Regions from separate parts of the Mus musculus genome. Here region 1 is linked to region 2. The links are chromatin contacts, called in public HiChIP or PLAC-seq maps. All regions are on one chromosome and are shown on one strand. The core of a region is the stretch at or near the end of the contact, and the rest is flanking DNA. Distances in the headings are between cores, read along the strand shown.

The links. HiChIP or PLAC-seq counts read pairs in DNA pulled down with a chosen protein or histone mark.
Region 1: a contact with region 2 is called in a CTCF HiChIP or PLAC-seq map of the NIH/3T3 cell line, with 8 read pairs. The contact joins the enhancer-like site here to the promoter of 8030443G20Rik in region 2. A contact is called at or near these places in 1 of 15 datasets of contacts at CTCF or cohesin (the NIH/3T3 cell line), 10 of 484 Hi-C or Micro-C datasets (the Ba/F3 cell line, the C10 cell line, the G1E-ER4 cell line and 2 more), 4 of 115 datasets of contacts at active chromatin or transcription factors (all in embryonic stem cells) and 2 of 9 other capture datasets (embryonic stem cells and liver).

The regions. Positions count from the first base shown.
Region 1 is chr4:109,146,037-109,149,357 of GRCm38.p6, forward strand. All of the region lies in intron 3 of Osbpl9 (oxysterol binding protein-like 9), which reads right to left. All of the region lies in intron 1 of Gm52703 (a long non-coding RNA gene), which reads left to right. Among named protein-coding and RNA genes, the nearest start is that of Gm52703, 15 kb to the left of the region's middle. Within about 2 kb of position 1,810, at least 85 of the 459 cell types and tissues checked have an H3K27ac peak or open chromatin away from gene starts, as enhancers often do. A contact at or near this core is called in the NIH/3T3 cell line, liver and muscle stem cells, where this site is marked.
Region 2 is chr4:108,970,641-108,973,611 of GRCm38.p6, forward strand. It overlaps 8030443G20Rik (RIKEN cDNA 8030443G20 gene), which reads right to left and starts at 1,437. Exons shown (of 6, transcript NR_040664.1): 1 at 1,339-1,437.

The sequences.
Region 1 (3,321 bases), core at 560-3,059, 180 kb after region 2:
TGTATGTAGGTGTGTGTGCACACGTGTACAAGTTGTGCATGGGGTGTGTGCATTTGTAGGGGGGTCTGCATTTGTATATGTGCATGAACATGTATGCATATATGTGTATGTGTGAAGTCAGGCATTTTCCTCAATCACTCTCTACCTTATGTTAGTCAAGGTCTCTCACTGACGCTAAGCTTGTCACCAGCTTTTCCCATGGGTTCTAGGAATCCAAACTCAGGTCCTCGAGCTTGGGTGGCAGTGCTTTATCCACTGAGCCATCTCTCTAGCCCTAGAAGCTAATGGTACAATACCTGCGTGCAATCCCAGCACTCTGGAAGCTTAGGTGGGAGGATTTGAATTCAAAACCAGCTTGGGATACATAACAAATATCAAGTAAGCCAAAGCCATATTTCAGGACTTGTCTTTAAGAAAATAATAAAAGTTTTACTGAATTTATGAGTAAGAAGTATTCAAATACATGTTATTATGGGAAAAAATGAGAATTTCTCTTTAATGCATTTTGGGATGAGAGGGAAGAGTGGGGCAAAAGAAGGTGATTTTAAGGGGCCAAACCAAGTCTCAGCTCACAAGGAGACATACAGAAGGTCAAAAGGAAAGGAAGATATAATCACTTTACTTGGATTAATAAAGAAAAAAAGGGGAGGAGAAATCAATGCCTATTTAAAAACAAAAAAAGCTGGGCGTGATGGCGCACACCTTTAATCCCAGCACTCAGAAGGCAGAGGCAGGTGGATTTCTGAGTTCGAGGCCAGCCTGGTCTACAGAGTGAGTTCCAGGACAGCCAGGGTTACACAGAAAAACCCTGTCTCTCAAAAAAAAAAAAAAAAAAAAAATTCAGGAAGGAGCTAGGTGTGGCAGCTCATGCCTGAATGACCAGCACTTGGAGAGCTGAGTCAGGGGGATCACCCCTCAGTTCAAAGCCAGTTTGGTCTAGATAGAGTTCCAGGTCCAGACTGCAGGGTGAGACAAGCCAATAAAAATGAAATAATAAGTAAAATTTATGAAAAAGACTAAAACAAAGCAAGTGACACGTGAAAAATGAATCAGCTACTAATTCTTTTGTTTGCTTTTGAAATAAACAAGATCAATTAGATAAGACCTAACAAAGTAACAGAAGCCTACAAGAAATTATAATAATGAATGTATGCTACTTTATAAAATGCTTATACTTTAATAAAATGCTTAGAAAAAACGACATTCTTTAGCTCCTGGGGGGGGGAGCTTTTGTACTTAAAGAGAAGTGTGCGCATGTTCCTGTGGAGTGGAGAAGCGGGAAGGCATTTCTGAATTATCAAGAACAACATTCCATCTGAAGGTTTCATTCTGGCTCCAGTTTCTCCAAGGAATTCTGCTCAGGGCAAACAGCAGCAAGCCACTTCCTCTCTCTTCTATATTTAGCTCTAAGCTGCTAATACAATATCTTTGCCTTTCCTTCAGAAAGGATACACTTCTAGATCAAGACTGTAGTTACAACCCTGCACGTCCCACAAGCTTCAGCCCCATCCTCTAGAAGACAATCTAGACACAGCTATCGAATGTCATCGATTCAGCACTCACGACAAACACAATTTATGTTTATGCAGATCACTGTGCACCATCACCATTTCAGGCACCACTTCAGTTTTCCTAGGAAAACCAAGTTTCTGAACAGAACAAATAACTAGGAAGATGTGTTGGGCTTTTTCCCCTCGAACACTTTGAACTGCTCCCTCTGCTGGCGTAAGAAGAGAACTGTGCAGCATGACCAGAACTGAAAGAAGATGGAGCACAGGTCAATGTCTGACTCCCTGGTCATTAACTCCATTCAGGGAACATCCCCATGCGTCCTGTGGCTAGGCTTCCAAGCCTCCCTAATAGTTGGTGACAGAACTGAGCATGCCTTGTGATGTGACTCACTACCATGTGACCAATGTCCCAGTTAACCTTGCCTCAGTGGGCCCAGGCAGTGTCGACCTCTGCTTGGATATACACTGAGCACAGAAGAACCCTGCGACACCTACTCCCATGAAACACTAATACTGCAATGGGAGAAAGTGACGTGGATACAAAGGGGCTCCGGTATGATAAAATATAAGTCAGAGTGACTGACCCAGAATCACAAGAAAGTAAGGTGGAAACAAACAGTACTGTATAATGAGAATTGTCAATATAAATCTTGGCCCTGTTACTTCCTGCATGTGTGACCAAAAATACAAATTAATACAAGCCTCAAGCCCACCCCTGGATGGTGAGGATAAAAATATCTACCTCACTAGGGTGGGTTCGATCCCTGTGAAGGACCAGCATAACATTAAACTGGCCCTTAGCGGCCAGGCAGTGGTGGGCCACACCTTTGATCCCAGCACTCTGGAGGCAGAGGTAGGTGGATCTCTGAGTTCAAATCCAGTCAGAGTGAGTTCCAGGACAACCAAGGCTACACAGATAAACCCAGTCTCCAGAAATCAAAAACCAAACCAGAATAAAACAAAACTGGATGAAGTAAATTGAACCCTAGAGTTTTCTACATATGTCTAACGGCTTGTAGAAACGTTCCTTTCATTATGAATCTTTACTCTCTCTCTCCACCAGCACACACCAAGCAATGTGCCCCAAACTGAAAAGATTGCCTACTAAGTAAGATCCACAGGTCTCCTCCCAAGGTTATATAATATATAAGCAGCACTTGCTTGAGACAGAAGACTGATGACTGCCTGCAGGGAGCTCTAGCAACTGAAGCTTCCAAGAGTCACCGCCCATGCTGAGATGTGGCTTTCCATGACACATTTCCCTTCAGTTGTCTGTGTTCCCGAAGTAACCCAAATAAACCCCCATTCCCACTTACCGCTCTGCTATGCCCTCTACCGCATGGTACACTAATTATGCCTTGGAAACCATGAGCTGAATGGGATTTCTCACCTTTAAGTTGTTTCCATCAGGTATCTTGTCATGGCTACATAAAAGTTACCTAGTAGCCACAGGAAAAGTTGTTCTTAAACATACACAGGACTGAAGGGTCAAGGAAATGGCATTGTTCTTCCCTTCAGGAAGAAGGACTGGAGTGATAATTAGCGTCATCTTTTCAATACTCTCCTTAGATTGTTACATTGAAAATTTATTTTAGTGAGTAAGAAAAATGAATTGTGGAATAAAATGTAAATTACTAACAAAAATAAAAATGGATTAGAGAGGTAGGTCTAACTGGCTACTCACTATACTGGAGTTCATAATTAAACTTGGGAAGATTATAATTTCAAATATCTAGGGAGGATTGAAAGTAGAAAACAAATTAAGAAGAACATAGGTACACTAGCGAGATCTAATCCTCCCACAGCAATA
Region 2 (2,971 bases), core at 187-2,686:
GCAGAACGAAAATGTCTGGATTATATAGAGAAGAGTCTCTGGGGCAAGGGCAGCCCAGCCTCTGGGCTGGAAAGTTCAGGGTTTGGGGCAGGATATGCCAGGTTGAGGGATGTTGGGAGAACCTGGAGGCCAGGTCTGCTTTGATATGTAAGATGCACACCCCGGTTCCTTTTCACAGGGTCCAAAACCAAACACCTAAAATGTCTGACACCCTGGGTTTGGACTTCAGCACTCTATAAGCTAGGCCAGCCTCAGCTATTTAGGGAGTTTGAGGCAGGCCTGGGATACACGGGACCCTGTTCCAAAAAAGAAAAAAAGTTCAACCTCATTCCAGAATGGGTGGCTAGCGTTCAGTAATCTATTGAATATGTGGTTATGATGGGCTCAGTTTCTAGTGCCAAAATTGTTTCTGCCTGTTCTCATAAGAACATGGTCGTGAAGGATTGGAGCCTCATCCTTGTGACCTTGTTTGCCTTGATTGCGTTCTCAAAGATCCTACCTCCCACGATAGTCATCTGGGGTTAGGATATGAACACATGAATTTGTTGGGTGGCACAGCTCAGTCCATCACAGGGTCACACATTCCTTGGTTCTTATTGCCTCAGACTTAATGAGTCATCACAATGGAACCGGTAAACAAGCCCCAGGTCTTGGTCAGCAAGAAAATAAAGACTGTGTCAGCTGGCTGAGAGTCAATAATACACAAGCTGAGTAGTCTAGTGAAAAACTCTTTGACAGGCTTCTCAGAGTACTAAAATATGTGGTCCCTTTCAAGGAACCACACGAAACAATTAAAACTGTTCATCAAACATTGTTTTGACTATTCCATGTTTTACCCATTTGTTAACAGAAATTCAAGGGCAACTGTCACTGTGAGTGCTTCTACTAACTTGACACTAATCAGAGTCACCTGGGAAAATGGAACCCCAACTGAAATATTATACCCATCAGATTAGCCTGTCAGCCAGTCTATCGGGTATTTTCTTGATGAATTATTGGTTTGGGAGGGTCTAGCCCTCTGTGAGTGGGCAGATGATCCTGTGTTGTATAAAAATATACTGCAGACTGAGCAAGGCAGGGAAGCAAGCAGGGACTGCAGGGAGCGGTCTTCCTCCATGGTCTCTGCTTCCGTTCACGTTATCAGGTTCCTGCTTTGGCTTTCCTTGATGCCCTGTAAACATATATTTAGTTTAACTGTTTCCTTGTGTGCATTTCCTTGTAAACAGTCAAGCTAAATAAACCCACTTCTCCCCTTTCCTCACAACAGAAACCAAAGGAAAACACAGCGATAGCAAAATATTATGGTTCAAAGGAATGTTAAAGTTAATACAAGTGTACCTGGGAACAGTCGGGGCGAGAAATAAAGGGCTTGCAGCGGGCATGAGACAGCCAAGCTGACCAGATAAGAGGATTGTTCCACCTGTCTTGGAAGGCTCTAACTGGCTCCCAAGACAGCGTCCCCCACCCTGCAGCCCAAGTGCATATTTAAGGCATCACAGTCCTTGCGTGTATGATTGTATCTATTATAGCTAATCACAGCTAAATTGCAAGGACAGCTTCCAAGAAAGCTTCCACCCATGCCAGGAAGGACACTGTTCCTGTCTAAATAGGTGGGGGTAAAGGAAGATAGGAGGTAACCAAGGCAAACTGTAATTACATCCTGCTGACACATCTGCTAACAGAAATGTCCCTTTGTTGTTACATATCCTTGAAGATCGTTAGGTTCTTCTCACAGAAGCCAAGACACCACGAGTACTCTATCGGTGGGTCTGAATCCTCAAAAGACCTAAGTTCATTATTCTATCACTTTCGTTATGGTTTTGACAGCCACACCCCCTTGGTAGGAATCATGGTGGAAAATACCTAAAAGGAAAAACTGGTCCACCACAATTTGGGACAGAATAAGCATCACCTACCTACCACATGAATATGCTACCCACCTCATAAATATTTATATAATCACTTTAAAATCCACAATGCAGTAGCCACCCTGATGCTTCTCTCTGTGGGGCAGCCCACTTCAGGCCTCTTCGTGCTTGGTTTGCCTAGCATTACAGACTAAGCTTATGCTTCTCTCCTAAACAGATATCTGCTACTGTGCTGAATAAGTCTCTGTTCAAACTGTGTTTCTTGACTGAATGAAGCCCTTCAAGAAGAGAAGAATTGCCAGGCAGTGGTGGCGCACGCCTTTAATCCTAGCACTCGGGAGGCAGAGGCAGGTCGATTTCTAAGTTCGAGGCCAGCCTGGTCTACAAAGTGAGTTCCAGGACAGCCAGGGCTATACAGAGAAACCCTGTCTCAAAAAAAACAAAAACAAAACAAAACAAAAAAGAGAGAGAGAGATTGAGAGAGAGAAGAATTGGAAACACACCTCCCTCCCTCAACACCCCAAATAAGACCCCTGTCACTGCTATACATTTATAGTGCCCAAACCACATAAAGTCTCAGTGTCACAAACACCAGACGCTCACAACCGTAGCATCAGGAATCAGAATCAGGACATTAGTGACCTCAGCCCTCGGGGTTACTAAGATGACATCAGCTTGTTAAAGACCCTGTTTTTCATGAACATCATTCCTTTTGGGAAGCAGTGCTGAGAGAACTGCTTTCCTCAGAGCCCAAGGAAGAGATATCACTTCAAAAGCTAAGAGAATTTCTAAAGAGATGCTTGTGAACATAGACTTGAGCTTAAGCGTTGGTGGATGGGAAGAAGTGAATAGGGAGAATAAGAAGCATTTCAGGCTGAGGTGACAAGCAGGCTGAGAGTGAGGATCGGAATGCTAATCTGGGGCATTGATCCCGGAGGGAACTTCTGAATGGTTTAGACAATGACCCAGATCAGATGATGAGCACAGGAAATTGGGCTGTTGGACCAGTTCTAGGGAAATAGGGAAAGGCCCCTTCCTTCCCAAAAGCAAAGACAGGATTGCAATGTCAAGTAATCATTGACATTCCTCAGAACATGGCCTTC